Regions from separate parts of the Pan troglodytes genome. Here region 1 is linked to region 2. Evidence: chromatin contacts called from public Hi-C data. All regions are on one chromosome and are shown on one strand. Each heading gives the region's core, a stretch centred on a gene start, on an enhancer-like site or on the middle of the called end of the contact. The rest is flanking DNA. Distances are from core to core; before and after follow the strand shown.

Evidence for each region. A called contact is a pair of places that touch in the nucleus more often than the background predicts.
Region 1: a Hi-C map of stem cell-derived neural progenitor cells shows a contact between it and region 2, with 3 times the contacts expected there. The contact joins the promoter of IRF2BP2 here to the promoter of TOMM20 in region 2. A contact is called at or near these places in 1 of 7 Hi-C or Micro-C datasets (stem cell-derived neural progenitor cells) and 1 of 1 datasets of contacts at active chromatin or transcription factors (stem cell-derived excitatory neurons).

What each region holds. Positions count from the first base shown.
Region 1 is chr1:14,563,923-14,570,042 of NHGRI_mPanTro3-v2.0_pri, reverse strand. It overlaps IRF2BP2 (interferon regulatory factor 2 binding protein 2), which reads right to left and starts at 1,933. Exons shown (of 2, transcript XM_525097.8): 1 at 208-1,933. The coding sequence starts at 1,255.
Region 2 is chr1:14,039,597-14,045,185 of NHGRI_mPanTro3-v2.0_pri, reverse strand. It overlaps TOMM20 (translocase of outer mitochondrial membrane 20), which reads right to left and starts at 1,459. Exons shown (of 5, transcript XM_001153572.7): 1 at 772-1,459. The coding sequence starts at 892. RBM34 (RNA binding motif protein 34) reads right to left here. Exons shown (of 11, transcript XM_063809732.1): 11 at 3,806-4,166. The coding sequence ends at 3,882. It overlaps LOC112207334 (small nucleolar RNA SNORA14), which reads right to left and starts at 114; the gene lies at 1-114.

The DNA.
Region 1 (6,120 bases), core at 684-3,183, 520 kb before region 2:
TATCAGCCCAGTCTGACTCATCTCTGTTATGCTGCTTCAGCACATGAACACGTTGCCACCAAGCACTGGTTCCGCCTCAGGCAGATCAGGAAGTGGGGTGTTTGTTGTTTCTGGGCTGGGGTAAAATGGTGACTCGAAAGAACCACCCCTCCTCTGCTCTCCGTCCCCTTTTCTCCCCTAGACCCCTCACTTCACAGCCGCCCCTACCTGCTTTAGACCCGTTGGCCCCGTTGGCCTCGAAACCCAACAACCTGCCTGCAGTCAGGGCCGGCTCCTTCTTAAACTTGCTCTCGAAGGGCCCCGAGTGGCCGTGCTGGTGCAGCGCCAGCAGCGTGTCGCGCACGGTCTTGGGCCTGTTGACCCAGTCCTGCTCTCCAGACCCGCGGCTCTTGCCCGCACCTTCCGCGCTCAGCTCGGCGGCCCCGGCCGCGGTGGACAGGCTGTCGGCCGGGCCCCGGTGCGCAGGCGGCGGCGGTTGTTTCTCCTTGGCTGCCGCCTCACGCTGCTCGTGCTCCACGGCAGCGCTGCTCGACACGGATGCCGGCCGCTTGTGGGCGCCCAGATCGGTGGGCTGCGCGGAGCCCAGGCTGGCGGCCGCGGTTCCCGACACCGCGGCTAAGGAGGCGGCAGCGCGGCCGCCGAGGCCGAGCGCGGTGGGCAGCGGCGTGGCCGAGCCGTTCATGAGCGGCACCAGGGTGGGCGGCACGGCGTGGCCGCGCCGCGGGTTCGGGCTCTGGCGATTCAGCTCGGGCGGCTCCTCTAGCTTGGAGAAGCCGTTGGGCACCAGGATGCCGTTCACGGGCGGCGGCTGCGGCGTCGGCGGCTGGGCCAGGCTCGCGGCCGGGCGGCTGCTGCCGAAGTCAGAGCCGAGGCGCGGGGGCCTCTCGGCCGCGGCCGCCAGCGGGTAGCGCTCCAAGGCCTGCGGCGCGCGCGGGGCCGCCTCGGGGCCGCCGTGGCCAAGCTGCTGCTGCTGCTGCAAAAGGATGTCCTTGGCGGAGAGCGGCGGCGGCTTGGCGGCGGCCGGGGCCGCGGCGCCGGGTGGGGAGCGACCCTCCGGGAAGCAGCCGTGCGCCCGCTTGAGCTGCCGCGCCGTCTCGATGACGAACTCGACGCGGTCGGCGCCCTCGTAGTTGACGCAGCCGCGGCAGACGGGTTCGGTGAAGTCCCAGATCATGGCCCAGGGCATGCGGGGCAGGTCACACAGGTAGCACGATTGCCGCCGGGACGCGGCCGCCACCGCCACCGCCGCGGCCATGTCCGAGGAGCCCGCGACGCCGGAGGAGGAGGCGGAGGAGGAGGAGGGGGCGCCGCCGCCCCCCACCGGCACCACGCGCGCCCTCCTCCCCCCCCAACCCCGCGTCTCCCCCACCAGCGGCGGCGGCGGCCGCAAAGGCGGCGGCGGCGGCAAAGCCCGCGAAGGCTCGGCGCCCGCGCAGCGCCCCCGGTGCACGAGGGGCGGCGGGCGCGAGGTGAGGGGCTGCAGCCGCGGCAGCAGTTCCCCCCGGCCGGCCCGGGCACGGGCGGGCGGCGCGGTGCGGCGGGGCGGCGGGCGCGGCGGCGGGGGCTCGGCCGGAGCCGCGGCGGGCCTCCAGACCGGGGCGAAGACGGGCCGCGCGGGCGCGGGGGAGCGCAGCAGGTCGCGGCGGCGGCCGGCACGGAGTGCGGGGCGGGGGGCGGGGAGGCCGGGGGGGCAGGGGGCGGGGGGCGGCCGCCGGGGCAGGCTCAGCCCGAGCGGCGGGGCATGCCGCGCCGGGGTGGCGGCGGCCGGGCGGCGTGGAGCTCGGGCGCGGCGCGGGCCCCGGGTCGCTCCGCCGCTCTCTCACAGCTCCTGGCGTCGCCGCTCTCCAGCGCCAGCGTCAGCGGCCAGCCCGCCTCAGCTCCGCCGCCGCCACCGTCGCTGCTGCTGCTGCCGCCGCGACCGCTCCACTTCTACAGACTTGATTCTTCGACAGTCTCGCACGGCGCCTGCGCGGGCCCCCTCCCCTCGTGCGCGTGCCCGCCCTCCCGCGCGCGCGCTCCCCCTCCCCCCGCGCGCCGAAGGAGCGCTGCCGGGAGAGCCGGCTCTGCGGCGCCCGCCCGCCCGCGGGGCAGCGCAGCAGCGCAGCGCCGGTGTTCCCTTCGGAACACCGCGCAAAGTGATCGTGTGCTTTTCCTCCACTTTCCCTCACTTCGCGCCCCACCCGGCTGTCCCGACCACCCTCAGGATGTTTTTCTCTAGTGTGCCTCTGGGCCAAATCGTGCTAAAAATCATTTCTTTTTCTTTTATGCAAGGACACTTTGTCACTTGGTTTCCGTCAGTCTCCTGAGAATGGGGAATTTAGGTCTAGCGTGGTTCACAGTTCTGGTTTTTTAGGAGTTATACTTGAAAGCTCAATGTCGGACACGTAAGCATGAAATCCGTCACTGGTGCTTTGCATTTGTCTTGGAAAGGACATACGCGCCGCCTGTCCCTTTTACTAACTAGGGAGACTGTGAATATTCCCAAGCCCAGCACCACGTGCACGCGCCGCCAGCTGGCTCGCGCGTTTTCCACGGAGCCCTCTGGAGGGGAGGGAGCGCGGTTCGGACTAGCCTCTCCCGAACACCAAGTGCTGCTCTTAGCCCCGTCCAGCCCTCCCCCGCGCCAGTCGCCCCGGCCGCCTTATGTAGGTATGCGCGGCGGGCGCGTGACGTGGGCGCGGGGCCGTGGGCGGCCGCCGCCGCGAGTGCGCACGCTCCGCGCAGACGTGCCTCGGCGCCGCTGGCACTAGGGCCTCGTGGAACGAATGCACATTCCAGGGATCCGGGGTCTACGGCCAGCGCGGCCGCGTCACAGCGCAGGCTCCACCCCCTTCGGCGAGTCTAGGCGTCGAGGCGCCGCCCCCGGGCCCGAACTTGGACTCGAGGTGGCGGGAGGCGAGGGCGCGAGTCGGGGGGGGGGTCCTGCTCGCCTCCGCGAGGTCCCCGAGGGCCGTGGGGGCGACCGGCTGGCTGGTTCGCCCGCCGTCGCGCAGGGCGGGCCGCCGACGGAGGCGGACTTGCGCCCTATATGCCACCCAGGCCGGGATGAGCCCAGCCCAGCCGCCCGGCCTGCAGCTCTGCCACCGTTGGCAGCCTCAGACTCAGCCCAGACTGAATTGAATGCTTGAGTTTCACACTTTTATCGGGAGGAGGAGCTGGTGTGTGTTATGGTAAATCACTTTGGGCTGGTCGTTAGTCTCCCTAATACACGTAGGCTTAGTCGCTCTTCAATTGGGATTTTTACACTTAAGCTCTTTAAGGGCGGCCTCTGGAGCTGCTTTTGTTGGGAACACAGGCCCACAACTGTCCCTTGAGACTGGAATGAGCTGGTTAAGTGTGGGAAGAACAGGGTACTAATTATATTATCTTTCCTACAACTGGATTGGTAGGTGGAGAGAAAAAAAAATCATGCTGACGTTTCTCTCTAGTCGTTGCTATTGAAAATACCAGGTTGCTTCAAAGGATTAACCACAAGGAAGAGGAAAAACACCCTTAGAGAAACAGTGGAGGGAGCTGCTTAAAACACATGAAAAAACCTGTTCGAAAATGGCACAGAAAACGTAATGTCAGACCTAAATGTTTTTACAGGCTAACCTTGAATGTCTTTTGGGGATTTCCATAGAAGGTGCGCCTGTTTTAAAGGTCTCTGCATCTGTTCCTGGATCTTGCCCTGCAATTGCAATCCTGCCTCACCCTCTCCAAGCTGGGAGAACGGGGCCTGTCCAGATCCTTCCCGGGAGTAGCTGGTGCCAGCGGGTTTGGTCACTCCCAGGCCCTGCTGTTGCACACCGCTTTCAAGACCTGTCCCTTTGGTCACCCTCCTCAGAGACCCTGTGACACTCATTCCAGTACATGGCTTCACCCACTGCGTCACTGCCCAAAGGGGATGAAGTCCAGTCCTTGTGCTGCAGAGAAATGAACCAACTTATCGCCCCCAAGAGACGGCCCCACTAAGCATTGACTGAAACATACTAAAAGAAAACACAACTCACCATTAGAGTTGTGGCCTAATTATACTCATTTCTCTGCAAGCTGGTACTGTAATGGCCTCAAGGGGAGAGCCTGCCACTCCATCCTAAAATAGAATTAGAGATAGAAATTCTGCCACGATGCTAAGATCTTTGCAAAACAGAGCTTTTCTTCTTCAAAGGAAGAGCATTTCCTTCTTATTTTACGCTGCCAGTTTCATGTCGAAACTGAGTTGTTGTAACTTCCCTAATGAAATGCCCGATGGAAAATGGAAGGGCTATTTTAGTTCTGGGCTCGATCCGGAATCAAGGGGGTTAAGGCTGGATTCAGGGCAGCAATTCCTTATATTGTATCAGAAGTCTTTCATGCAGCCTGGCCTTTCATGTAGCTCTGAAGCAGCTTTATCGATGTATGCTAAGTAAACATAGCTTTGTTTTTGTCTTCCACCCACCGCTCCCTCCCGGCACAGACTGGAGTTGGATCCCGTCCAAAGCGGCTGCTGCAGCAGTTACAGCCGCCTCCTCCACACACAGGAGCAGGGTTTCTAGGGTGAGGCAATGCGTCTGCAATTCGCAGAGACAAGGCAGGAATTGTAATTGTAGTTCATCATGTGATGACTTATGAAAGAGGAAGTTGGTATGTTTTAGTCACGTAGACTCTGCCCTCTTGCTTAAGGCACCAGGTCCTCTCAAAAGAGAATTATGATCATCTTTGCCACCCAGAGTCAAGGTTACCGGGTTGGCTGCAGTGTGCTCCTGCACATTCATATACGGACAGGCAGGCAGATGCTGGGCCAAGTGTCGGCGACGCAGCGGGATGAGGCTGGCTTTTCACCAGAACACTAAAATGTTGCAATTTGTCTTAAGGACTAAAGGAAATATTCTATGGAGAACGCTCCTGCTGAGACTAGACAAACCAACAGTCCTTTCCAGCTCTAATTTTTGAGAGTTGTTTTTTTTTTTTAATAAAAATCACAGTTTAGGAGTAAAAGGAAAGCCATTCAGTATGACACTATCAGAAAAGCAGGAATAAGGAAGTGGCTTGGAAGGCAAACCTAAGAGAGCGGTTGTAAGCGATAGCTCAATGGGTAGAACTAATGGGACCTTCCGACACTGAGATTGAAACGGGCTTCTACTGCGTGAACGTTAAACATCTAAAATCTGAATCTGGTTTCCAGAGCTTACTCCAGTCAAGCAGCTATTAACACACGGAAGCCCTGAACTGACAGTCTATAGAGCAGTGTAAAGAAACGGTTCCTACAAGAGTACCTTATTGGAACTTTGCCCCCAGGATATGCAGCTGCAAGAGGGGTGCAACCCCATTCCCCCAGCAGCTTGTGGGTGCTGTCCAGGAGATAGATGGTATTCCTAGGAACTGCTGAGTTCGTGGCTTTCACCCTCTATCCAGAGGTGGAATCACAGCCTTCATTCTTTAGAGTGCAGTTTCCTTAAATAGCATGATGTTGCAACCATGCTAAAGCTTCTTAAACTCTGACCTTGGCGTATTTGAAGAAGAGAAAAAATGCAGCCACATTTCATCTGGATTTCTGTGGACATCATTGCGGGTTTCTTCAGCTTTGGCAAAAGTGTCGTAAGGTTTGAAGAGCACACGTGATATTCAGGGCTTTTCCAATTTTTTAAATAAGTTATATATATTTGAACACATTTGTTTATATGAATATATCTACACATACTATGGAGCACCATGACATAAATGAACCTTCTGTAATTGATATGAGCGTCTTCCTTCTAAGTAACAGCATTTTATGAGACAATCTTACTGTTTTTCAAATTGCAAATATTCTTTTTTAGAAATACTTTCCCTCTGTTTGACCTCTCTCTATAGCCTACCTCCCCTGTGCACAGAGCATACAGATATTAAAGAGACTTTTGCATGTGGAGGAGATAAACTCTCTGTGGAGGGTCTAAGAATCAAGCCAAATAAAATCACAGGAGCTCTTAATCATCCACATATTGTACACAGAAGCTGTTAGTCGGCAGCCTATATGTCAACGTATGTATAGGTCCCTATTTAGAGCAAAATTTGGGGTCTTGATGAAGGTTAAATACTCACTGTGTCAGAATTTAAAGAGCTAAGTGAGAAACAGACAAAATAGACAAAGGAGAGATTGAGGTCACACACTTGCTCAGT
Region 2 (5,589 bases), core at 210-2,709:
AGACTGAGCCACGGGAGAAGCGCAGCCCTTTGGACTCCCTTGCAATTTCTATAGCATTCACTCATATCTTGGAAGCACTTAGAACGAAGCTACCAAGAGGGTTTAAGAATGCAGCAATGAACCAGGCGGATCATCTGAGGTCAGGAGTTCGAGACTAGCCTGACCAACATGGTGAAACCCCGTCTCTACTAAACACAAAAAATCACCGGGCGTGGTGACGCCCGACTGTAATCCCAGCTACTGGGGAGACTGAGGCAGGAGAAGCGCTTGAAATCGGGAGGCGGAGGTTGCAGTGAGCCGAGATCGCGCCACTGCACTACAGCCTGGGCGACAGAGCGAGATTCCATCTCAAAAAAAAGAATGCAACAATGATACTGCACTGAGCATGCGGATTTAGCCTCAGACTAAAATTTGCGACAAAAATGCACGACTTTTTAGTTAAGAGTAGAGATTTAAAAAGATGAACGGCAAAAAAAGAGACAACCTCCTCCCCAGGCCACACACACCCGAGATTGTAACAGAAATCAAGAGTGCATTTGCACGGCTAAAGTGTCTGGGGAAAACAAAACGGGAAAAATCCTTCCTCCAAAATGGAATTCCTACGGGGCACTAGAGACCCCGGAGCGGCGCAGCCAGCGCCATCGCCTATTGAGGGCCGCACCACGCGGTCGCCCTGCGCGGCCCACAGGCTGGTGGGAGGCAATGACCCCTCCTGTGGAGGGCGGCGGCCGAAGGCAGCAAGCCTGGCCAGGGGAGAGAGGACCCACTCACGTTCTCGAAGCCTGTTCTTGAAGTTGGGGTCACTTCGTCTTTTGCGATCGAAGTAGATGCAGTACCCAATGAAAAGGGCCCCGCATACACCGGCGGCGATGGCACTGTTCCGACCCACCATCTTCTCTACAACGCTGAGCGTGGACGGTGGCGGCAGGGACCGCGAAGGAGCGGTGGGCCACGAACCCTCAGACCCTCAGAGCGGTCAGCGCAGCTCACACCCGACGGCCGCGGGCCAGGAACACGGAAAGGCCGAGCACACGCCACTTCCGGTCCCAGTCAACTAAGGGCCTCGAGGTCGTCCGCGGCAGAGCCTGAGCAGAGCCCAAGAGCGCGGCTCCTGCGCCTGCGCAGTGGGCCACGCCGGCGTTTCCCGTGCGCCGCTGGGTGTACGCACTGGAGTCGGGAATTTGCACGTGACCACGGACTTTTTTTCATATCCGCCGACCATGCTGTAACGAGGCGTACGCGTTGCTGGCGTGCACGTACTCAGAAGACTAGCTGACAGCCTTGTTTGTGGCAGACAAAGATGCAGGGTCCCAGACTGCGAATGCTTCATCTTGTCTAACACAGGCAGCCTGTGACTTGTTTGAATTAAACTGTACTTTCTTTTCAGGTTGCCACAATCCATTGTGCGTAGTGGTTCCATTTCAAAAGAATGTTACAGGATAGCCTCATTTTATGATAACTGGAATAAAATTAAATGGAGTAATTTCTTGAAAAATATACACAATTGAAGAAAAAATAGAAAACGTGAATTGTTTTATAGCCACATGAAAACATACACATGATCAGGCCAGGCGCGGTGGCTCACGTCTGTAATCTCCACTTTGGGAGGCCGAGGCAGGCGGATCACTTAAGGCCAGGAGTTTGAGACCAGCCTGGCCAACATGGTGAAACCCTGTCTCTACCAAAAATACAAAAATTAGCTGGCCATGGTGGCCGGGGCCTGTAATCCCAGCTACTCTGGAGGCTGAGGCGGGAGAATCGCTTGAACCAGGAGGCAGAGGTTGCAGTGAGCCAAGATCGAGCCACTGCACTCCAGCCTGAGTGACAGATCAGGAGTCCGTCTCAAAAAAATAAAATATATATATATATGACCTAAGTTAAGATATTCTGACAAGGAAAATCGTGGGCAGAAAGCAGGCATTAAACAGACACTGTTAAGTTGAGGGGTATCGAAGTCAAGCATCAGTGTCAAGAGACATTGGAACCAGAGCTACCTTACCTTGAATAGGGGCTGGGTAAAATGAGGCTGAGACCTATTGGGGCACATTCCCAGGAAGTTTGGCATTCTTGGTCACAGGATATTTACAGGGAAGGGAACAAGTTAATAATGTTTACCTAACAGACCCAGGAAATGTCCTGATGTCCTGATATCTTAAGAACAAAAGCATTCTTAGTTTAATTTTCCCTTTAAAGATAATATTGATCCTTGCAGAAGACAGTAGTTACACAGGATTAACAGTCCTTTGACAAAGACCAGGCAGTGTCTCACACCTGTAATCCCAGCACTTTGGGAGGCCCAGATGGGCGGATAGCTTGAGCCCAAGAGTTCAACACCAGCCTGGGCAACATGGTGAGACCCCGTCTCCACAAAAAAATTAAAAACTTAGCCAGGCGTGGTGGCACACACCTGTGGTCCCAACTACATGGGGAATGACGCGGGAGGATCCCTTAATCCCAGGAGGTTGAGGCTGCAGTGAGTTATGATTGTACCACTGCAGTCCAAACTGGGTGACAGGGTAAGACCTTGTCTCAAAACAAACACAAAAAAAATCCTTTGTCACAAGCTCTTGGAGTAGAGCTCATCTTCCTCATTATTTTTTTGCTGTTCAATACAAACAAGCCTTGTACCTAAGGTGGACATGTTCCTTCTCTTGCTTTAGGGTATGCACCATTCTACAAAGTACGCTTTCACTTTTTTTTTTTTTTGAGACTGAGTCTTGCTGTCACCCAGGCTGGAGTGCAGTGGCATGATCTTGGCTCACTATAACCTCCACCTCCTGGGTTCAAGCAATTCTCCTGCCTCAGCCTCCCCAGTAGCTGGGATTACAGGCATGTGCCATCACACCCAGCAAATTTTTGTATTTTTAGTAGAGATGGGGTTTCACCATGTTGGCCAGGCTAGTCTCAAACTCCTGACATCTGGTGATCCACCCACCTCGGCCTCCTAAAGTGCTAGGATTACAGGCATGAGCCACCGCGAGTGATCTTCTTTATTTTCTTAATAAACTTGTTTTCACTTTACTCTGTGGACTGGCCCCAAATTCTTTCTTAGGCAAGATCCAAGAACCCTCTGTTGGGGTCTGGATCCTTTTCCAGTAACACCAGGTTGCGTAATAAAGAATTTGGCTGGCCTTTGTCCCCAGTTCCTGGGAGTTCTAGCCCCTTGGAATTGATGAGTGATTCACTCCTGTAATCCTAGCACTTTGGGAGGCCAAGGTGGGAGGATCACTTGAGTCCAGCAGTTTGAGAGCAGCCTGGGCAACAAAGTGAGATACTGAAGCGACATCGTTTGGGGTAATACCCAAGGTTCATTGCTTCATGCCAAGGAAATCAAGAACTTGAGCACACACGGAGTAAGGTTAAGAGCAGAGGTTTAATAGGCAAAAGAGAAAGGAGGCTTGGGTGCGGTGACTCACGCCTGTAATCCTAGCACTTTGAGAGGCCAAGGCGGGTGGATCACCTGAGGTCAGGAGTTCGAGACCAGCCTGGCCAACATGGTGAAACCCCGTCTCTACTAAAAATACAAAAAATTAGCCAGGCGTGGTGGCAGGCGCCTGTAATCCCAGCTACTCGGGAGGCTGAGGCAGGAGAAGCGCTTGAACCCAGAAGGCAGAGGTTGCAGTGAGCCAAGATCACGCCACTGCACTCCAGCCTGGGAGACAACAGCCAAACTCCATCTCAAAACACAGAACAAAAACAAAAAAACCTTCAAAGGTAGTATCACAATGTGAATAAACTGAGAATGTGGAAGTCTCCACATTTCACATACACCATCCATAAAGAAGTATAAAACTCAACACATGAATAGCAGACGATGCTATCAGCAGATAATAGCACTTTTATTAGCAGTACTCAGCAGGAAAAGAAAAAGCAGTTCCTGGTTATTTCTGTTTTCTCGGTTTCTTAGGGCGTCCACTTTTCTTCTGTCCTTTCTTCTTCATTTTAAGGAGAACAGCTTTTTCTCCAATAAATAAGCTTTTAGAATGTCCTTCTGCAGTTCTGGAAGTAAAATTAAGTCCCTGCTTAGGTTTACTGACATTCTTCAATCGTGGATTTGAATTTTGTTGTTTTAATTTTTCTTTATTAACAGAACGCATGACTCTGAGTTTTCTCCCCATGAGTTCAGAATTATTTAATTTCAGAGCAAGATGAACAGAATCTGTATTCTGCAAAAGAAAACACAATACATTCATTGCTACCAGAAACCCATCTGCAAAGAAACTAGTGAAAGTGTCACTTTAACAGATGAGAACGACTTTCAAGCTTGCACAGATAAGCCCCGTCCAATCCCAGGTGTATCAGCTGCCGCGCTCGAAGTCTCCTTATCACCATGCTCCTCACCAGTGTTTCCTCAGAAAGCACTCAAGCTGCCTTGTGAAATGTTCAGCTAAGTCACAATGCTACAGGCTTCGTGTTTTTTTTTTTTTTTTCATTGTAAAATGAGGTTCTAGACTAGATCAGTCATATGCAATATTGGCTTTTTTTTCTTTTTCTTTTTTTGAGACGGAATCTCGCTCTGTTGCCAGGCTGGAGTGCAGTGGCACGATCTCGGCTCACTGTGACCTCTACCTCCTGAGTTCAAGCGATTCTCTTGCCTCAACCTCTCAAGTAGCTGGGATTACAGGCGCAGGCCAACATACCCAGCTAATTTTTGTATTTTTAGTAGAGACAGGGTTTCACCACGTTAGCCAGAATGGTCTCGATCTCTTGACCTTGTAATCTGCCCACCTTGCCCTCCCAAAGTGCTGGGATTACAGGCATGAGCCACCGCGCGTGGCCTCCATATGCAATATTTTAAACCAATAAACCTCCTTCGTATAGCCATCTTTCTGTCAAAGCCCCATTGTGTTAGCTGACCAGAGGGCAGGGAACTCTCCATTACGAGATGTTGGACTAGACACCCTCTAGGGTTCCATTTAGATCCAAAATTCTGTTATACTTCTGTTCCAATACAGAGCCATTAATGCTAACAACCCTGAATATCCATGAGATGTTTGTTAAAGGACTTTAGAAGCTTATCAAGTAATAGAAGACAGGGAGCAGACAAGCAGAAAGGTAACTACAATACAGTAACAATGGCAACAAACACTGTGACAATCTTTCTAAAAAAGCTACCAGGCAATTCTCATCAAGAGTATTCAAAATGGTAACACATCTTAACCTAGTAATATCCTAATGGGGATCTATCTTAAGTAATCTACAATCCAAACTTTTGGGGAAAAAAACATAACCAGGCCAGGCGGGGTGGCTCACACCTATAATCCTAGCACTCTGGGAGGCCAAGGCGGATAGATTACTTGAGCTCAGAAGTTGGAGACCAGCCTGAGAAACATGGTGAATCCTGTCTCTACAAAAAAATACAAAAATTAGCCAGACATGGTGCCACACACCTGTAGTCCTAGCTACTCAGGAAGCTGAGATGGGAGGATAGCTAGAGCCTGGGAGGCAGGGGCTGCAGTGAGCTGAGATCGTGCCAAAGCACTCCAGCCTGAGCAACAGAGTGAGACTCTGTCTCAAAAACAAAGAACACATAACCACTGCAATTTCATTATTACAGGGAAAAACAGAGAATTCTACCAAGGTCCAACA